2 separate regions of the Mus musculus genome follow, and region 1 is linked to region 2. A link is a contact called in public HiChIP or PLAC-seq data. All regions are on one chromosome and are shown on one strand. Each heading gives the region's core, a stretch centred on a gene start, on an enhancer-like site or on the middle of the called end of the contact. The rest is flanking DNA. Distances are from core to core; before and after follow the strand shown.

What was found. HiChIP or PLAC-seq counts read pairs in DNA pulled down with a chosen protein or histone mark.
Region 1: a contact with region 2 is called in a RAD21 HiChIP or PLAC-seq map of pro-B cells, with 5 times the contacts expected there. The contact joins two enhancer-like sites. A contact is called at or near these places in 4 of 15 datasets of contacts at CTCF or cohesin (CD8 T cells, the NIH/3T3 cell line, large pre-B cells and 1 more), 58 of 484 Hi-C or Micro-C datasets (B cells, the BV-2 cell line, CD8 T cells and 32 more) and 9 of 115 datasets of contacts at active chromatin or transcription factors (CD8 T cells, the HPC-7 cell line, Th17 cells and 6 more).

The regions. Positions count from the first base shown.
Region 1 is chr1:138,043,251-138,046,481 of GRCm38.p6, forward strand. No RefSeq gene overlaps it. Among named protein-coding and RNA genes, the nearest start is that of Gm34353, 51 kb to the left of the region's middle. Within about 2 kb of position 1,476, at least 18 of the 459 cell types and tissues checked have an H3K27ac peak or open chromatin away from gene starts, as enhancers often do. A contact at or near this core is called in pro-B cells, where this site is marked.
Region 2 is chr1:137,931,019-137,934,146 of GRCm38.p6, forward strand. It overlaps Gm4258 (a long non-coding RNA gene), which reads left to right. Exons shown (of 3, transcript XR_003948014.1): 2 at 1-2,003. Among named protein-coding and RNA genes, the nearest start is that of Mir181a-1, 34 kb to the right of the region's middle. Within about 2 kb of position 1,618, at least 4 of the 459 cell types and tissues checked have an H3K27ac peak or open chromatin away from gene starts, as enhancers often do. A contact at or near this core is called in pro-B cells, where this site is marked.

The DNA of each region.
Region 1 (3,231 bases), core at 226-2,725, 110 kb after region 2:
AAATGAGCCTCACACATATTAAAGGGAGACTGCAAAGCACAGAGTAGCAAAATCAAGCAGGTTCCTTGAGGAGATGCTACCGCTGCCCTCCCTCTTACATAAGGGCAAAGAAACAGAGGCACATAGAAGATCAACCCCCAAAGTGGAGAGGCAGCAGCAAGGTCACAGAAGACCGGGATCGCAGTGCAAATGAACAGGGTGCCAGAGTGTTCTGCAGGGCTGAGTTAACGGAGCAAACACGAGCGTTGTTTTCAGTGTGGTATGTCCTCAACACTATTCTGGAGCTGTCACCAATTAATATTTTCTCACCTCATTTTCACTCATTTTTTGTTATTTTCTAAACTGTGGAGATATTTGAGCTGGAAAAAAGTCTAATGCTTGGATAGTTCTGAAAGGACTTGTCGGCCAGCCTGTTGAGGCAGAACTTCTGTTGGTCATCAGCCCAACAGAGTTAAACTGGGGGCTCCAGAGAGACAATAAACAACCCTAACACAGCATGAGACAGAACTGGGTTCTCCCCTGGAAGCAGTTATGGGGACACTCCCCCCTCCCCCCCAGAAGTCACACCATATTGGAAATTGTGGCACACAAAGAGACTTATGAACACTCGCTTCTCCAAAGCCTGCCTTGCCCTCGATTCTTATTTACTATTGTACTTTGACCCAAGTCACTCTCCTGCTTCTAAAACCACCCAGAGAGGACTCTCCATAGTCTTCCCTGTGCTCCACCTGCCATTCCATAGGTTCCTAAAGGTTTTGGCAAGGAAGGCTTGATAAAGTTTTAAAGTGTCAAGAGGCACATGACAAGAGACTGCTCTTGATGTAATCCTGAGACTGACAAATAAATGAGGTTGATATATATAACATTGCAAAATTTGTGTCAGAGAAGACGATCTAGTGTGGGAATCACACACACTGTCATGAACACATTTGCAAACACACTCACCGACATTCTTACGCACACCTGTGTTGACACACACACTCACACACATGCACACTCTTGCAGGCACACTCACACATAAACTTACACACTTCTAGTCACATACACTTACCCACACGTTTGTACTCACATACACAGAAGCACTCAGAACTCTTGCACACATACACACACTTGAACACATTTACACACACACACACACACACACACACACTTTGCAGGGAGGCTAGTATTGTATGTAATGACAGATAGGAGAGCTATGTGAGGAAACACTGGCCATAAGTGTCGCTCACTCTTGGGTGCCTCATGTCAGAGAGTGATCCAGCAGTAGGTTCCCATGAGACATAATTGGAAATGCCATGCTGGTCCTGTTTGGGAAGACTGTACAAAATTCAAGCTAAAGTGTTTCATCCCACAGGAATAATCTTAGTTTATTTTAGAGTGCCATTCCTGTCAGCAATATCAGTGACACAATATGCATGCACACCCGTAAAAAGCACCATACAAAGGAATACTTAGAAGCCCCACCCACCAGCAGAAGGAAACTATTGCAAAGGTTTTAGCGCACCCTGGTGGTCATTATGCTTTCTACATGGGGCGAGGAACAGCAAATATATCTGCGCAAAAAAAAAAAAAAAGTTTCATTACATGATTATCTCTGAGTATATTCGTACTATTCCGTGTCCTTTGAAATTAAGCTAGAAGCATAGACCAGTAGAATCAAATATTATTTCTAACATATTCATTCAGCCTTCAGTCAGCAGGAAATATATATTTCCAAAGTGTTCTTGACAAAAAGTCCAATCTTATTGTACTTATTGTGGACTTGAAAAGCTCCTTCCATAGAATTCATTTGAAAATTATTTGAAGTGATAATTTCATCTTGAAATTAAAAATGTGTTTTAAAGTATGTTAACATCTATTTAAATAACAAGACTCAAATCCAAATTTAAAAACTGAATAAGCATAATACTTTGTTTTGTTTACAGGTAACCCATGTACAGTAGGAAAAGTTTAAAATAATTATGCAATGTGCTCATCTTATATCTATGATCACATGCTAACAGGGCTGACGTTGTCTACTTGCTGTCTAGAATACTTATGCATAAACATTTATGCAACTTTATGTTTCATTAAAAAAAAACTTATTCTCAGAATGTGATAGAATAGCCAACATTTGTCATTATGTCCCAGATAATTGTTCTGCCTCCACCTAAGCTGAGATTGGAATCTTGCCTCCAGCTCAGTAACGACTCATTTCCTAGGGAAATTCAGAGATTTATTTTCTCCAACATTTTAGATTTTATAATTTAGTGAGGTCAGATTTGTTTAAAAATTTTTAACCATCTTCCAAGAACTCCTCTTCTCTCTCTCTAAAAAAAAATCCTCTATAGTCCCTGATGAAACCTGTGAGACAAGTATGTAAATAAACCCAGGGTCTCTGTGGTACATTTATCAGCCCTCAGCTGTGATCCCGGTGATCTTTAAGTGTCCTTTAATACAGGATTTTCAGAGATGAGATGATACTTTCATTTTTAATGAACACATCAGTGCTTCTTTTTGGGTTCATAATTCCAACTCAGGTATATATATATATATATACACACACGCGCGTGTGTGTACATATATGTATATGTACGTATATGTGTGTGTACATATACGTACATATATGTGTATATATCCATATATATGTATATGTACATATATGCATATATATACACACACCTGAGTTGGAATTATGAATATATATAATTTTTAAAATTAGATGTTTTTCTATTGAGATGGGATTAAAATATCTGCTGTACTGTGTGATGGGCTAGCTCAACATGAAAACTTTCCAATGTGCAAACTGGTTCTCTTCTTAATCCTACATTGAAGTCATTCTTTGCTTATCACCCCTTAGTTCTCACGTACTTAGAAGCTTTCTTCTATCAAAGTGAGTGATTATTGAAAATGGATGCTTCTCCTGGTTGGACAGAAGACTCCTTCTTGAAGTCTTATGCCTTATGCTAAGCTAAAAGTCCAGCAAAGCCTTTGGACTGAGCCTTATGAAAGCCTCCTAAGACTGGAACCACTGATATCATATGGATGAAAGGTGACAAGACTCTTAGGAGTTCCTTCCAAGGTCCCCCCTTTTGCCAGAATTCAAATTTCCACCATAGAAGAGGTGAGCAAGTACCTGTGATATGATCTCTTGGCAGGACAGCTTCCTGTAGTCACCTATGCTGTCCTGAGAAATTCTGATTCACTAAAGTAATCAGAATGTGCTGTTTGTGGTTTTAACTAGGATGTATA
Region 2 (3,128 bases), core at 368-2,867:
GTCCCTGAGGAACTTAAAGAGGTTGGTTCGCTATACCCTAAAATTAGGGTGTGATTAAGGTTCACCATTTCTTTGAGATCCCTGGAAACACTTTGTTCTCTGCCTGTCAGACTTTCCTCTCTGCCCAGTGTCTCCATGTACACACACTCCAGCATTTCTCTCTCTCTCTCTCTCTCTCTCTCTCTCTCTCTCTCTCTCTCTCTCTCTCTCTCTCTCTCCTCTCTCTCTTTCCTCTTTCTCTCCTCCTTCTCTCTCCTCTCTTTCTCCTCCCTCTCTCTCCTCTCTCTTTCTCCTTTCTCCTCTCTTCTCTCTCTCACCCCCTTTCTCTTTTTATTACCTACATTTTTCCTCCTCCCCTTTCTTGATCTCCTTAGCAGATGTCTTTTATAATTTATGTTGTTTACTATCCTTTCATTAAAGCTAAGCTGCTTCTTAGGCAGCCAGAACACCTAAGTACACACTAGAGGAGAGTGATACACAGGTGCCACTCCACAGTCTCATCAGGGCACTTCTAATAAGCATCTTGGTACCACCGAATGCAAAGCTGCATTCAAATAACAGCTTTCATCTTCAGTCTTTGTAAATATAAAAGTAACCCTTGAAGCCCTTTGAAGGACCCAACCAAACATCATACACAAGAAAATAGATCAGCAAGGCTTTGAATGACGTGTTTGTGTAAAATCTGTAAGGCATCTCACTGTCTCTATCAAGCAAGACATCTAGGTAAATGGTGGCGTTTAATACGACACATGGCAATCTCAGTTATGAGGGTCACGATTATGTGTTCTCTGTGCTGTTTTGTGTTCCCACCAGGGTGTTTTTCTTTTCTTTCTTTTTTCCTCCCATCAAAAATTCAAGACTCTTTACAATTCTCTGTGTATAAAATGTACACACAACGCTACAGTAGTTTTTGCTATGTGTTGTTTGTTTGTTTTTAGTATAACCACCCTGACACTCTGAGTCAACCCCCCCCCACACACACACACAAACAAAAAACAAAACACCAACAACAAAGAAACTGTGTTAAATGGGCAGACAGATTGGAACTTGAGGGCTATAGCTAAGAGAAAGAAAGTGGAGGCTTGAAGGCTATAATTTCTCTTTCTGTGGTGGTAACAAAATCAGGGGATACATGGAGTCAGGTGACTGCAGACTGGAACCAGAGCCGGGAAGAGCAAACTGCACAGAGAAGGACCCCACTCCTCAGGATGTGCTATGTGGCAAGATGGAGAAGTCCTCACTGAATCCGTTCCACACTCAGTACCCAAGTCCCAATGCCTGTGACCCCGCTTCCCAGTTGATTGGATCCTAGATTTGACAGTTCCATGTTTGATTCTCCTTCCTTCCACTTCTTTACTTTAAAGCAAAACAAAAGATAAATAAGTTACCAGGCCCCTGACTTCTGGCCCCTGCTGAGAGCTCAAAGAAGACACTGCATCTAAAAGAATACTCAGTGGACCAGAGGCAGCGGTGCATGCTCTGGCGTGCACTTGCAGTTCTCTGCTTATAACTTAGCCATATCCTTATATTCAGAAAATTAAATAGAATCCTAGAAATGATAGTAAGCACAGAAATTGTACATTGTGACTCATATCAAGTGGAAAGCAGGAAGTCCTAAAACTGCCTCCTAGGTCATCAGACTAGCTAGAGGGTGCCATCAGCTTAATTACAGGTTTGCACACTCAGAGAGGATGGTGTAGAAATGTTTGAGGAGAAATACCCTTATCAAGACACACATACAGTAAACTGGAATTACCATCCAACCTAGACAAGAGTGTGTGTTGAAATTGCCTGAGGATATTGTTCACACAGCAAACTGATGTCAATCTCAGATCTTCTGACATCTGTATACATATGATAATCAACAGAATTCTGCTGAGAATTGAGTATTTTCTTCGGGACACATCTGCAGCTTCTGTTTACCTTTCTTCCCTGTTCTGAAGGTGTTTGCTCACTTTCCTGTAGTTCTGATTTGCTCACGAGGATGCCCAGACAACAGGAAGGTAAGTACATGCATAAATTGTGTTAGACCTTTGGGAATTCCTTCCTCCGTTTCAGTATTGTGGTTTTGGTTTTGTTTTGTTAAAAAAAAAATGGGTGAGATGAAAGCCCATTTTCTCATTTATAAATATCCCCACGAGAACTGGTAGCTCTGTGAGCACAGAGAAGAGGCATGGCAGACAACCGATACATCCCATCTTTAGAAGTATTGGCAGGTTTCTGTAGGAAATACAGTTTATTCTGGAAGACATGGTTACCATAATTTAAAAAAAAACAAGATATTTAGCACACCAATAAATAATTGTGTACATTAAGATTTTAACATTCTTTTGTTGTTGTTTTTGAGACATCTTAGTCTTCAGCACAGACTGGCCTCAAACTCATGATCATCCTCCTGCCTCTGTATTCAGTGTTAAGACTGTAGGTATTAGTCACCACTCTTGACTTAAAATTTTAATTCTAACCCTAAACCAATTAACTAGTTTTCCTAAGAAAATTAATTTCTTTTAAAAAATTTGCTAATATTTGAATCAGCACAGAAATTTGTATAGATTTTTTAAATTTGGCAAGTAGGGTGCCGTAGTTCCAAAAAGCTTGCCACACTTTCCTATGGTAAAGAATGCAAGCCTAAGGTGTTTTGAAGAAATCAGGGTGTTATTCTTCTACAGATGGTTTGATTGAAATGTTTTAAAGATGGCTGTCTCTTCAGTAAAGCCTTTGCTTTACTGAAGTAAACACTTTGATGCCATAATAACGTTTCAGTGGTTCTCAGTCTCCACCTACAGATGCTATTGGCTATCTATGCAGGACAAACATCTGGCAAACTGAGGTTGCACCTAAATAAAACAGAAAACACTTAAACCAGAATTCTGTCAGCCACATTTCTCCAGGGTTAATTTTATGTAATAAAATTATATTATATTGTGAATGGCTTCTTTAGTTGGGGAGATCTGGGAATACCTATGGGAGGGGGTCACATTATATACATGAGAATGTATTCCAGTTCTATCAGGAGGTTTTAAAAGCACATTGAGAGGTGACCATTGATCATAATCCATTTCATTTAGAAACTGGGCTGTATGTTTTTGCTCATCCTTCTGATTTTAGAAAATATAGGGAGATGATAT